Regions from separate parts of the Hordeum vulgare genome. Here region 2 is linked to region 1. Evidence: chromatin contacts called from public Hi-C data. All regions are on one chromosome and are shown on one strand. Each heading gives the region's core, a stretch centred on a gene start, on an enhancer-like site or on the middle of the called end of the contact. The rest is flanking DNA. Distances are from core to core; before and after follow the strand shown. Region 1 overlaps LOC123398692 (a long non-coding RNA gene). Region 2 has its middle 30 kb from the start of LOC123398327.

Evidence for each region. A called contact is a pair of places that touch in the nucleus more often than the background predicts.
Region 2: a contact with region 1 is called in a Hi-C map of seedling, with 5 times the contacts expected there. The contact joins two enhancer-like sites. A contact is called at or near these places in 3 of 6 Hi-C or Micro-C datasets (leaf and seedling).

The regions. Positions count from the first base shown.
Region 1 is chr5H:445,107,210-445,113,896 of MorexV3_pseudomolecules_assembly, reverse strand. LOC123398692 (a long non-coding RNA gene) reads left to right here. Exons shown (of 4, transcript XR_006610235.1): 4 at 1-19. Among protein-coding and RNA genes, the nearest start is that of LOC123398692, 13 kb to the left of the region's middle. Within about 2 kb of position 3,631, at least 3 of the 3 cell types and tissues checked have open chromatin away from gene starts, as enhancers often do. A contact at or near this core is called in leaf and seedling, where this site is marked.
Region 2 is chr5H:445,750,229-445,756,915 of MorexV3_pseudomolecules_assembly, reverse strand. No RefSeq gene overlaps it. Among protein-coding and RNA genes, the nearest start is that of LOC123398327, 30 kb to the right of the region's middle. Within about 2 kb of position 3,730, at least 3 of the 3 cell types and tissues checked have open chromatin away from gene starts, as enhancers often do. A contact at or near this core is called in leaf and seedling, where this site is marked.

The sequences.
Region 1 (6,687 bases), core at 2,382-4,881:
TTTGGTAAGCTAGCGTAAAGTCTGCTGTTTACTTATGAGACTGGACTCACGATCTCTGCAATAGATTTTATTTCTGTACGAAATAAAAAACTCAGTATAGCAGATTGTCTTTCTGTACAAAATAAAAATTCAGTGTAAATTGTCAGGTGGTTCTGTATTTCGGCTGGACGGGTCAACGATGCTATTAGCGCCACTGCCTGCAGTTTCACTTTCATAGAACTGATGAAACAGTCCATCCGGCCATACATACTCCCTCCGTTCTTAAATATAAGTCCTTTTAGAGATTTCATTAAAAGATACTCCCTCCATTCCTAAATATAAGTCTAATATAAGTCTTTTAAGAGATTTCACTAGATGACTACATACGAAGCAAAATGAGTGAATCTACGTTTTAAAGTATGTCTACATACATCCGTATATAATCTTCTAGTAGAATCTCTAGAAAGACTTATATTTAGGAACGGAGGAAGTACATACGGGGCAAAATGAGTGAATCTATACTCTAAAATATGTCTATATTCATCTGTATGTAGTCCTTTAATAAAAACTCTAAAAAGACTTATATTTAGGAACGGATGGAGTAGAACATTATATCCTTTGGTGGAAGACTAAGAATGAAAAAAGCAGCTGCTACGAGTGCATATAATGTACTCCCACCCCTTGCATGCTCCCATCTTATGATTTTCTGTAAAGGTTTTCAAAAATTCTCAAAAACATTTGTGGCGTTGGTCTATATATATTCCTTGAAATTCCAGATGAGAAATAAAAAAGACAAATCTGAATGAATAGTAGCACAAAAAGACAAATATGCACTATTTGCATATGGATGTTTTTTCTCTCCATTTATGTGTTCGAATTTGGACCTGAAATTTTGTAGGGATTGTAGGCACATGTCCCTTAAACATTCACAACAAATATCTTTTCAAAAAATATTACAAAATAAATATTTTTTGGATCATTTAAATTTGAATTTTAGGAGGGAGCATATAGACGCTCAGAGGGTTTCCATTCTCGTTCGGCATTCACCGTCGCCTCTATCGTTATAGAAATCATGGCCCCTTGCCTCTGGCTGCCAACTTGGCATTGAGAGGTGGGGACCTCAGATCTTGAGGAATTCTATATATTTTTCAACCCATAATGATCATTGCAGTTTTGTGAAAATAAAACTATTCACGTTGTTTTGTCGGTGCCTTGAGGTTATACAATTTTGTCTCCTTGTAGTTTTGACTATTTGGATCTATTGAGTTTATATTGGTGTGTTAAGTGTTTATCTATGTACATACACTCATATTACAAAAACAGCCCTTCGAGAGACTGAGCTGACACATTATTTTGAAATTAATGAAGTCGATGGAAATATCTTCTCTCATCAAACGCGCATCCATGAAAGGCCTGAAATAATTTTTAAAAAATGTGAGCACCAGTGTCTATATTTTGTGGAAAAAAAGAAACACCACTCTTCGTTGTTGATAAAATGAAATCCCTGTTCACTCCTTTCGGTATATTGATATTGAATACAAGGAACTCTTGCTACTGTAATTTTGAAAATGAACACGCAAATACCCACCAAATGTAAGTAAATATATCCGAAACATATAAAAGGCATCTTAATCCTGCACTAAAGAAAGTTGTTATCCCAAAAAAAAGATAGTGAATACAAGGAACTCTTGCTACCGTAATTTTGAAAATGAACACGCAAATACCCGCCAAATGTAAGTAAGTATATCCGAAACATATAAAAGGTATGTTAATCCTGCAGTAAAAAAAATTATTATTCCAAAAAAGGGCAAGTCTAGGACTTGAACCCTAATGGGCTGGAGATGCTACTATCCACGTAACCATCCAACCAAGGTTCATCCGCATTAAACTTTTTTCTGTTTGATTATTTATGGAGTTGAAATTTTCCATTGACATTGTGATGAAGATATTGTGATTCGATGTTCAGCACTTCTAGGAGATCCTCCCTGCTCCAAGTACCTTTATCATCAATTTAGGCTTTCCCTTATTTTATGGATAACTTAAGGCGATTTAAAGAACCTTTTATGGCCGAGGAAGAGTGACAACATCGTTGCTGCTGCATAATGGCAGCTTCTTTAACAAAGTTTTAAGAGTATTTTTTCTGACAGATTTTTTTTTCGAGAGTACGTTAAAGTCGTATCATATTTTTATAGAAGATAGAAAGTGTTTATACAAGAAGCGAGACACAAATGTATACATTTGTGTCTACACTATGACCCCACTCCAACACCAACACCAACACCTACAAATTACATAAGGACTACTCTTTCACAAATCTATGTAGACCACCAGCACCGCGAGCCGCTTGCCTCCATTCTGCCACCTCCCCTAGGATCGTCGTAACCAGCTCTTTGGGCCTCATCTGTTGTTCGATCCTGTTGAACACCATAGCATTTCTCTGCTTTCGAAGGGATCATGTGACTGCCGTGACCAAAGTGTCAAAATCTCTCTTGTCTGCCGTGCAGAAGTTACCTCTTTCTCTCAGCCACCATTCGATAGTTGTTTCGGTAAGGGATGAATCATTAAGAAGGCTTGTCCAACAGATTTTATTGTCATTCTAAGTCAAAAGAGTTAATTTGTATTCTTTTGGATCTTAGAACCAAATCAGTGTACTTGTAATAGTTGTGAATATGAATAAAATTGTAGGACTTTAAAAACAAAACGTAGAGAGCATATGAGCATCTAAGAGTGGGGAGGATCTGATATTTTTTTCGCAACTGCTACATGACACAAAGGGAAATACTATTTGATGAGCACTGCATCAAGTAATCGGAGCTTGACACGGGGGTTGCCTACGACTGGGCAGACTTGTTTTTACCTTTTCTTTTCATTTTTCATTTTTTTTCCTGCTTCCTTTTCGTTTTCAAGTTTGTTTTACTTTAGAAAATATGTATTTTTTCATGAATGTTCACGTATTTCTTAGAAAAAATCAAAATTGTGCAAAACGTTTCTACATTCAAATTTTCTTAAGAAATTCAGAAAAATGTTCAGAAATTCAACAAAACTTTAGAATTTGGAAAATTGATCTCTTCTTTTCAGAAAATGCTTGAAAGTTTAGAAATTATTTAGCATTTTTAATTTTAAAGAAATCATATAGAACAAATAATAAAAGGATTGGGTATTTATAAAAATGTTGCATTTGAAAAATTCATTCAGAAAAAATATATCAAGTTTTCAGAATTTGTTCAGAATTCAAGTAAGGTTCAGGGAATTTCAAGAAATGATCGTATTTTCAAAAACTTCTGGAAACACTAAAGATTCCCAAATATTGTTTGCGTTTTTAAAATTTTGTTCAGAAATTTCAAAAATATATGCGTTTCAGAAAACGTACAGTTTATAAAAATCACATTCAAAATATGAAAAAAAATGCTTAAATATGTCGCGGCTTACAGTTCTTATACCCCGAACTACCTATTTACATGACGAAGTTTAGTAACTAAAATGGCTAGCAACAAGTATCGTCCATGGTTCGATCCGTCATACGCACGTCTCTATTTTTCTGGGAAAATTCGCAATTTTGTGTGTGGATGGGCCGCCCAGTTGGATTGACCCCTGTGCGGCGCGCGTCTGTTGAACACAAGACATGACAAATAGGAGGCCCCGACACAAGGGGGAGCTCCTATACGGCGCTGCAGACGCCGGTTCGCGCTTCTGGAACCTGCAGCACCCCCCCGGGCCGGACCATGAAACATCTCCTGGCGCCCCGCTACAGGACCTACAAAAATTTCATTGATTTTTTAAAATATGCTCATGGATTTTTAAAAACTTTGCAAAATTTGAAAAAGTCGTTAATTTTGGAAAATAAAGTTCATCAATTTTAAAAAATAGTTCATTGGTTTTGAATAAAGGTCACGAATTATTTCATCGATTTTGAAAAAAGTTCACGAATTTTTAAATATGTTCACCCATTTTTAAAAAAGTTCACCAATTTCAAAAAAAAAATCATCAATTTAACAAATAGTTCATTGATTTTGAAAAATGTTCATGATTTAAAAATATGTTCACAGATTTTCAAAAAAAGTTCACCAATTTGAAAAAAGTTTATCACTTTTAAAAAAAGTTCACGAATTTTAAATTATGTCCACAGATTTTCAAAAATGTTCACAAAATTCGAGAAAAAGTTCATCGATTTGAAAAAAGGTTCACAAATTAAAAAAAGATTCCATCGAATTTCCAAAAATAATAGGTTTGAAAGAAAATGCACATATTTCCAAAAAGAAATCAAATAACTGGTATGAAAAGGAAAAAGACTAAGTAAAAATAAAAAGTTCAGACAAAGAATAAAGGAGTAAAAGGTTCATTTCCAGCACATCCTGTTGGGGTGGCGGAGTGGTTGCAGCAGTGTAACTCCTCAGAGAGGTCGCCGGTTCGAATCAACTAGAAGTGTCACACGCAACAAGCTCTCTGGCGCCAACTCCTATTCAGCAATCTTAGCGCCAATTAATAGCTATATAGGAGCTGAAGTTCGGTCAATAATTTTGGGAAGCTTCGAAATGTTTTCTGGACGCATAACATTTTTCCAAATTATTATTTTTTGGAATACTTGAATTTTTTGAATTCATTAATCTTTTTTCGAATACATGAACATTTTCAAATTCATGAACTTTTTTTTATCCTTGAAATTTTTTTCAAATGCAAGAAATATACTTAAATCCACAAAATTATTTCAAATTTATGTTCTGTTTATTAAAACAGGAAATTGTTTTCCGTTCGGTCAATAATTTTGGGAAGCTTCGAAAAGTTTTCCGAATGTTTTCTGGACGCATAACATTTTTCCAAATTATTATTTTTTGGAATACTTGAATTTTTTGAATTCATTAATCTTTTTTCGAATACATGAACATTTTCAAATTCATGAACTTTTTTTTATCCTTGAAATTTTTTCAAATGCAAGAAATATACTTAAATCCACAAAATTATTTCAAATTTATGTTCTGTTTATTAAAACAGGAAGTTGTTTTCCAAAATCATTATTTTACTTTTCAAAATCGATGAACTTTTTCCAAATCAATGATTATTTAAGCAAAATCCACACATTTGTTTTCAAATGGATGAACTTTTTTAAAATAGGTGAACTCGTTATTTGAAGTCAGCAATTTTTTTCCCTAAATTCCTTATTTCTTTTTCATATTTGCGACATTTTTGGAATATGTGAACTTCTTTGAATTTATGACCAGTTATTCAAATATGTGTACATTGTTATGACTTTCCTTTTGTTCAATTTTCATAAATAAATTATGTGAAAAGTCAACGCTTAACGATCTATGGTCAATGGTCCTTGGCCATAGGTCAAAAGTCATACTGTGGTGAGCAGGTCAAAGAAGTTACTGAATCAACATGGAATCCTCTCGTGTGAGAGCCGGTTGTTGTGTCAGACCCATAAATCTTCTTGGTGACCGTCGCTTGTGTTAGAGCAAGTACAATAAGGTACAGTCAGCAGGCTGTAAGGATTAAAATATTATATTTTTGCTGAGTTGGATGAGAGAGAAGGGAAGCGGGCTCTTCGTGAAGAGCTAGCTCTAGCACGTGCTCCTAGATGCTTTGTGAGAATGAAAGGTGGGTCATATATGATAAAAATAGTATTCTTTCATAGCTAACTATTGTACAAGCTAGCTATAAGATGAGCTATAAGACTGCTTATAGCCAGCAGTTGGCTATACTATTAACCATGCTCTTAAAGACAATTGTATGTATCATCCCGCGCGAGGTCCAACTCAATCCTGGAACTTGAGTATTGATTGAATATGGTCGTGGTACTTGAAAATACGTTCACACTACGGTCCTGGAATTTGGGCAGTCAGTCTTGGCTCTACACTTGGCGTACGTATCGTGTATTAGCTCATATGCCACACCATCACGGGTCCCGCCCGTCAGCCCTGGGTCCAACAGTCATCGCAGAGCCCACCAGTCAGTGCGCGGTGCGGTGGTTAACACCGTTAGCCGTTCGATCGGACGAAAATCCCCAATTCCCCACCGACGAACCCTAGCTTTTCTTCCCCGACTAGAAACTAAGGAGGGAGCACGCCACTGTCAGAGGGCGCGCAACAAGCTCTCTGGCGCCAACTCCTATTCAGCAATCTTAGCGCCAATTAATAGCTATATAGGAGCTGAAGTTCGGTCAATAATTTTGGGAAGCTTCGAAAAGTTTTCCAAACGTTTTCTGGACGCATAACATTTTTGCAAATTATTATTTTTTGGAATACTTGAATTTTTTGAATTCATTAATCTTTTTTCGAATACATGAACATTTTCAAATTCATGAACTTTTTTTATCCTTGAACTTTTTTCAAATGCAAGAAATATACTTAAATCCACAAAATTATTTCAAATTTATGTTCTGTTTACTAAAACAGGAAATTGTTTTCCAAAATCATTATTTTACTTTTGAAAATCGATGAACCTTTTCCAAATCAATGATTATTTAAGCAAAATCCACACATTTGTTTTCAAATGGATGAACTTTTTTAAAATAGGTGAACTCGTTATTTGAAGTCAGCAATTTTTTTTCCTAAATTCCTTATTTCTTTTTCATATTTGCGACATTTTTGGAATATGTGAACTTCTTTGAATTTATGACCAGTTTTTCAAATATGTGTACATTGGTATGGACTTTCTTTTTTTTCAATTTTCATAAATAAATTATGTGAAAAGTCAACGCTTAACGATCTA
Region 2 (6,687 bases), core at 2,481-4,980, 640 kb before region 1:
TTTTTGTTGATGTTATTGTTATCGTGTATGTTGTTATGATGTGTAGAGATTGTTGTTGTTGTTGTTGTTGCTGCTGCTCTTGTTGTTTATATTAGGCTACATGAATGCATGATCGACATATAGGGCATTGCTTGTGGCATGCAAGTAGGACATACTTGAATGCCAAAAATAGTAGATGCAAGTAGGACATACATGATGAGAGTAGAACAATGCATGTAGGACATACATTTGTCTTGATATCATCATTAGTAGCACATATTAGTGTTATCTTTGATCACTTTTAGCACTCATCATTTTTGGTTTTGTCAGTGCCATCATCGATCATTGCTACATATGATCAATGTTAGCACTGATCATTGTAACTATGGTTAGTGAGCATAGATGTTTGGTAGATCTGATCAATAGCATTTGCTCTGCCAATGATCATGTGTCATTTGTTGCTAAATCATGTTCAAAATGCTGACAAGATAATGAAGAAGGAGTGGGACGGAATTGGCGGTGGAGCGCATGTCATCATCGGCATAGAGGGTGTGAAGGACCTCATCCCCACAAACAAGTGGCCGGAGAGGGTGGTGCTTCCTCCACACGGTGGAGTACATGAGCATGTCGCTAGGCGCTCGCAGGAGGCAGAGGACTAGTCACAAGGAGGGTGGACGGGAACCTATTAGGTTCTACGTGCAGATCCATGATCAGGAGGACATCGCCATGCTCGTCATCCGCGTGACCTATTAGGTTATAAGTGAGGGGGAACCCCTTGGATCTTGATCTTGGAGTTATTTGTGCGCTCCTTGTTCTTCCTCTCATATTTCTTAATAACTTTTGTTGTGGTGGTGGGATATGAGAGTGGGGGACTTGACCACTTCATGTGTTCTTGCCATTGCATTAGTTTCATGGGAGTGAGCTTGGGCGTTTGGGCGCCCTAGAGCTTGTGCCTCTTGCGTGCTTTGGCGTCCTAGACGGTTGATGGTGTCTCGGAGCTCAATCATTGTGTTGTAAAGCTCTGACCAAGCGTGGGGGTCTTCAATTATGTTATGGATATTGCCCCGAGTAATTTGTACGGCTTTCGGTAGCCGCCCCAAGGGTTAACAAAGTGTACGAGTTCGGTGATCGCCCCAAGGGTTGCCATTTCTATGGGTTCGATGACCGTCCTCAAGGGTCCCTTAGTGCAATCACGACATCTTGTATTATGAGAGGGCGTGCTGAGATTACAGTGGCCCTAGTAGATTATTGGGGAGCATAACCTCCACACCGCTTCAAACGAAAATTAGCATCTTCAAAGGTGTGAACTTTGGGATACATCATTCTCTATGTGTGTCTTGGTTATCTCTTATCCGAAGCCTTTACTTATTCACTTTTACTTTGTGATACTAATATTTTTTTCATGTTATATAGCTTGCTATCATTTAGTTGTTTATCTTTTTAATATAAGTTGCTAGTGCACATAGGTGAGCCTATTTGGTTTAGATTTGTGCCTGACTATTAATCGGTAATCGTATTTATTCAGGGCTAAATCATAATTATTTTAAAACGCCTATTCACCCCCTAGGCGAAAGGAGCCGCCCTTAAAGGCCCACCCATGTGGGTCGCGGAGACGGACGTATTCTTTTTTTTTAACTTTTTTCTTCTTTAAAACAATTCAGGATTTCAAATATGTCGCGGACTGTGAAAACAATGTTTGTAATCTAACAAAGTGCATGATTTGAGAAAAATGTTTGTAAAACGGTAAGTGTTCACGGATTAAAAAGTATCCGTCAATTAAAAAATGGTCCAGTCAAAAAATGTTCATGAATTTAAAAACAAAGTTCAAAATATGCCAAAAATCTTTGGGAAGTTCAAATATTGTACCCAAATATTCGGCAATTTCAAAACATCTTCGTTGATTCAAAAAATATTCACGAACTAGAAAAATCGTCCAAACAATAAAAGTTTTCGAATTTAAAAAAATGTTCACCTATTTAAAACAATTTTCACGTGTTCCAAGAAATGTAAGGAATTTCAAAACATAATCATCAAGTTAAAAAATATTCACGGATTTGTATCAAAGTTTCATGAATTTAAAAATGTTATATATTCAAAAATATAGCCATGTAATTTAAATGTTCTTGATTTTAATAGAGTTTACGATTGCAGAAGACGTTCACGAATTTGAAAGTTGTTCAGAAATTGAAAAATAAACTTAAAATAAAAAATAAGAAAGGAAAGGAAAAGGAAAAAAGAAAAATAAAGAAAAAAGGAAGAAAAGATACCGACTTGGGGAAGGTTCTAGAACCATCCCAAATTCGGCGGAGATGAAATCTCAAAATGGGCCCGCCCATATTAATACCCAACGCATGATGCGGTACGCTCCAGGTCGCTCGCTGGTGACCTGCGCGCCAATTAGGTGGCACCCTTCTTTGGCGCGTCATGGGGTAGTTAATGGTCATTCGCTACGCAGCGACACCCTCCCCCTCCCTCATTCGATCCAAATTGGCTAGCCGGCGGAATGCTCAAAAGAACTTAAATCCATGCACTTTTCCCATAAGTCAATGGTTATTGTTTGACACCCAATGGTCAATGGTTTTCTGAAAAGCATTAGAAAACCAGCATTATTTTTTTCATAGCAAACCAACAAGAGTGAAAAATAAGGAAAAAACAAAGAATAGACGAAACGAGCGACAGATCAAGCGGACGAACAAGGTAGCCGAAGAGCGAGCTGGTACGAATTTGGGTCTTGGCCCGTTAGCATCTGTGTGGGCGCCTGTTTGGCGGAAGCTCCTACCGGCATTCCCTATACACCGCTCATTGTGACATCGGCGCTTCGCACAGGGGGCAGCTCACACTGGGCCAACCCATTTGGGTGGTTTTGATTCGCGAGATAAAACACCGCAAACAAAATTTGTGCTAGGTATCGAACCGGCAACCTCCTGATGAGGTACAAGCTACGCTAGCCACCCCGACTAAATGATGTATGTGAATGAAGACCAATGTGTAATTTAAACAAAACTAACAGCGACGGCAAAACTTAAAACCAATTCGCACAAACTTTTTTTTCAACTTCTTCACTGTCTTATTCTATTCTTTTTTTTGTTTTGTTTAAAAAGTGTTCTGACTTTTCAAAAAATGTTCCTTAATTTCAAAAAATCTTCCGAAATTTTAAAAATATTCTGCATTTTCAAAAAATGTTATAGAATTTTAAAAATATTCCGGAATTGGAAAAAATGTTTCGGAATTTTAAAAATGTTAAGAAATTTTAGAAATTTTTCCGAAATTTGAGAAAATATTCCGGAACTCGAAAAAATGTTCCCGAATTTAAAACATGTTCCGGAATTTGAAAAAATGTTCCAGAATTTTAAAAAATGTTCTAGACTATGAAAAAATGTTCTAGAATTTACAAAAATGTTCCGAAATTGGAAACACTTTCCGGAATTTGAGGAATGTTCCAGAATTTACAAAAATCTTCCGTAATTTACAACAATGTTCCGAAATTTTAAAAAATGTTCCGGAATTTTTTATAAAAATCTGGATTTGCGAAAAATGTTCTGGAATATTTCTAAAAATGTTTCCAATTTTTAGAAAAAATGTTCCTGGATTTGAAGAAAAAACAGACAAACAACTATTTCATTTTTTTAATCAAAAAATAAGCTGGGACGGTCCAGTTGTGGGGGCGACAAAGATGAGCTGGCCCTATACGGACGCCACAGTATGGACACGATCGCTACACCATGCGCCGGCCCAGTCCGCGTGCACTGCGTGCGTCTGGTGCCTATTTGACGCAAATAGGAGCTCCCCACCTACCTGCCGCTTACTGTACCAGGCAGCCCTGCGCCGCACAGAGGGGCGCGCTGACTGGACCGGCCCATTTGTTTTTCTTTTTTTCTGTTACGTTTTTCCTTCTCTGTTTAATTTCTTTTTTTGTTCGTTTTTCCTTTTATTTTTCTATTTGAAGAAAGAACATTTTTCGAATTAAAATATAAAAAAATGAAAAATCCTAAACAAATTTGGAAGCGTAAAAAAAAATATAGCACGAACATTTGTTAAATCTTGAGAACAAAATTTTGAAACGGAGAACAAATTTTAAAAATGATGAACAAGTTTGAAAGCACGAACAATATTATTAAGCACAAACATTTTTTAATTTTGCAAACAAAATATGAAGCTGAATACTATTTTTAAAAAGTGAGCAAATTTGGAAGCGCGAACAATTTTTTTAATCATGAACATTTTGTGAATCTTGAGAACAAAAATTTGAACAAATTTTTAAAGCAAGAACAGTTTTTCCATTTTGAGAACAAATTATGAAACTGAAAACAATTTAAATAAAACGTGAACAAATTTGGAAGTGCAAACAAAATTTTAAATACACGAACATTTCTTGAATCTTGAGAACAAAATTTTGAAAAGTAGAACAATTTTCAAAAAACCCCAAACAAATTTGAAAGAGTGAACAATTTTTTACAGAAAGAACCTCTTTTTAGTTTTGAGAATAAATTCTGAAACCGAGAACAATTTAAATAAACGTAACCGAATTTGGAAGCGCGAAAAATTCTTTAAATACACAATTTTTTTGAAAAACATAAACAATTTCTTAGTCTATAAACAAATTTCAAAACAGGAGCATTTTACAAATATAGACCATATTTTTTGAAACTTGTGAACAATTTTTAAAATGGGAGTATTTTTTGAACTTATGTATTTTTTGAAACGGCAAATATTTTTAGAAAATGAAGAATATTTTTAAAGTTCCCGCACATTTTCAAATTATGACTAATTTTGAGAATTGGTGAAGATAAATTTGAACAAGTTTTCAATTTGTGAACAAATTTTCAATAAAGAGAAACATTTTTTGTAAAACAGGAACATTTTTTATAAAAATGTGAATAGAAGAACATTTTTTCAAAAACAGTGAACAATTTATGAAAAAAGTACATGTTTTGAAAAAATCATGTAGTTTTTTGAATACGAGAACAATTTTTGAAATACTCACATTTTTTAAAAGATGAACAAATTTTCGAAGCAGGAAATTTTTTTGAAGCACAGACATTTAAATATAAACTGTGAATGCGAGAACATTTTTGAAATTCGAAACAAAAATTATAAACTGTCAAACAGAATATTGGGAAAGAAAAAGGAACAACCGTGAAGGAAAAATATAGAAAGGAAAAAATATTTCCTGAAAAAGAATTTTTAAAAATGGGGAACGTTTTTTGAAAATGTCGGACATTTTTCTAAAATCCGGAACCTTTTTTGAAGCTAGGAATATTTTTCAAAATGGCAAATATTCAAAATTAAGAACATTTTATAAAATTAAGAACATTTTCTGAATTTCAATATATTTTTTGAAACATGAACTTGGGTTAAAAATAACCATTGAAAAAAAACTAAAGCAGAAAAATGACAAAATGGAAACGAAAAAAGGACAAAAAATGAAGCAGAAATCGAAATGTTCGAGGAAGATGGGCCGGCCCAGTTTGTCGCGCCGCTGTGCGTTTGCTCGACTAAAGTGCGTCAAATAGGGTTTTCTCTGTTTGGCTCCCTAGCACTTAAGGCGCTCGGGAGGAGATCACTGTGAAGTGCTATATAGCCGTGCCCCTAAACAACAAGTCTATTACTCTTATCAAGCCATCAAAGTCGGGTTGTTGATCTAAGACCACGTCACTGATTTAGATGGTTGTTATTGTTGTCATGATCAAGTCCCAAATACTTGGGAGGACATCACTAAGTAGGGAGAATCCTTTAACCTTGCTTTGCTAGCATGATAGGCTTGGAGAATTTTACACGACAATATAATTCTTAATGCAGAGCTTAGATCTCGCCCATCTCAAATTTGACGTGTGGTCCTCCAAGGTTGGGACATCACTAAGTAGGGAATTATCTGAATAATTGGCAACGGCCAAACGACGGATATCTAGGATTCTAAAAGTTAAGGAAACAATGTAAACCATAAAGAAACAAATGAAAAGGAAGAAAATAACACAAACAAAGTGGATGAAAAAGTAAATAAATGTAAAAATAAAGAAGGAAACAAAAAAACCAAAAAAGAGACAGACAAAAAACATAGCGAAAGCGGAAAAAACAAAGGAAACGAAAGAAAGAAAAGAAAGCAAATAAAAACAAATGCAAGCGTGAAAAACCAACAAAACAAAAGTTATTGATAAACCCTTCCAAAAAACTAGGAAGAAACTAGAAGAGATGAAGAAAGACCAAAAGAAAACAAATGAAGGAAACAGGAATTCATTCTAATGGACTGGCCCACTCGCATCGTGCCTAGCGCGAGAGCTGCGTTCATTTCCCTATAAGTTGAAGAGCAACTAGTTGACAAACGCTTCTTCGGGAGCCTCCGACCACTTTCACACCCCGTCATTTGGCGTGTTTTCAGCCGTTGTCACATGTCGCGCTCTAAGCGTTTTTTTTTGGATTTTTTTTATATTTTTCAGCACACATTTTCGGTTCTTCGGTAGATTTTTTTTTGTTTTTTCGATGTCTCGGTTTTCAATGGTATTTCTTAACTTTTGAACGAGAAAATTCAAAATAATTTTTTTGCCGAAAAAACGAGTTTTTTATTTTCTTTCGCGAGAGGCATGGTTTTGCTTCTACAGGAGGCATGACCGTGCCTCTTGAAAAAAAAACTAGTTTTTTTATTACTTATTGCTATCCTGAGAGGCACAGTTTTACTTTCGCGAGAGACACGGTTTTGCATTCGTGAGAGGC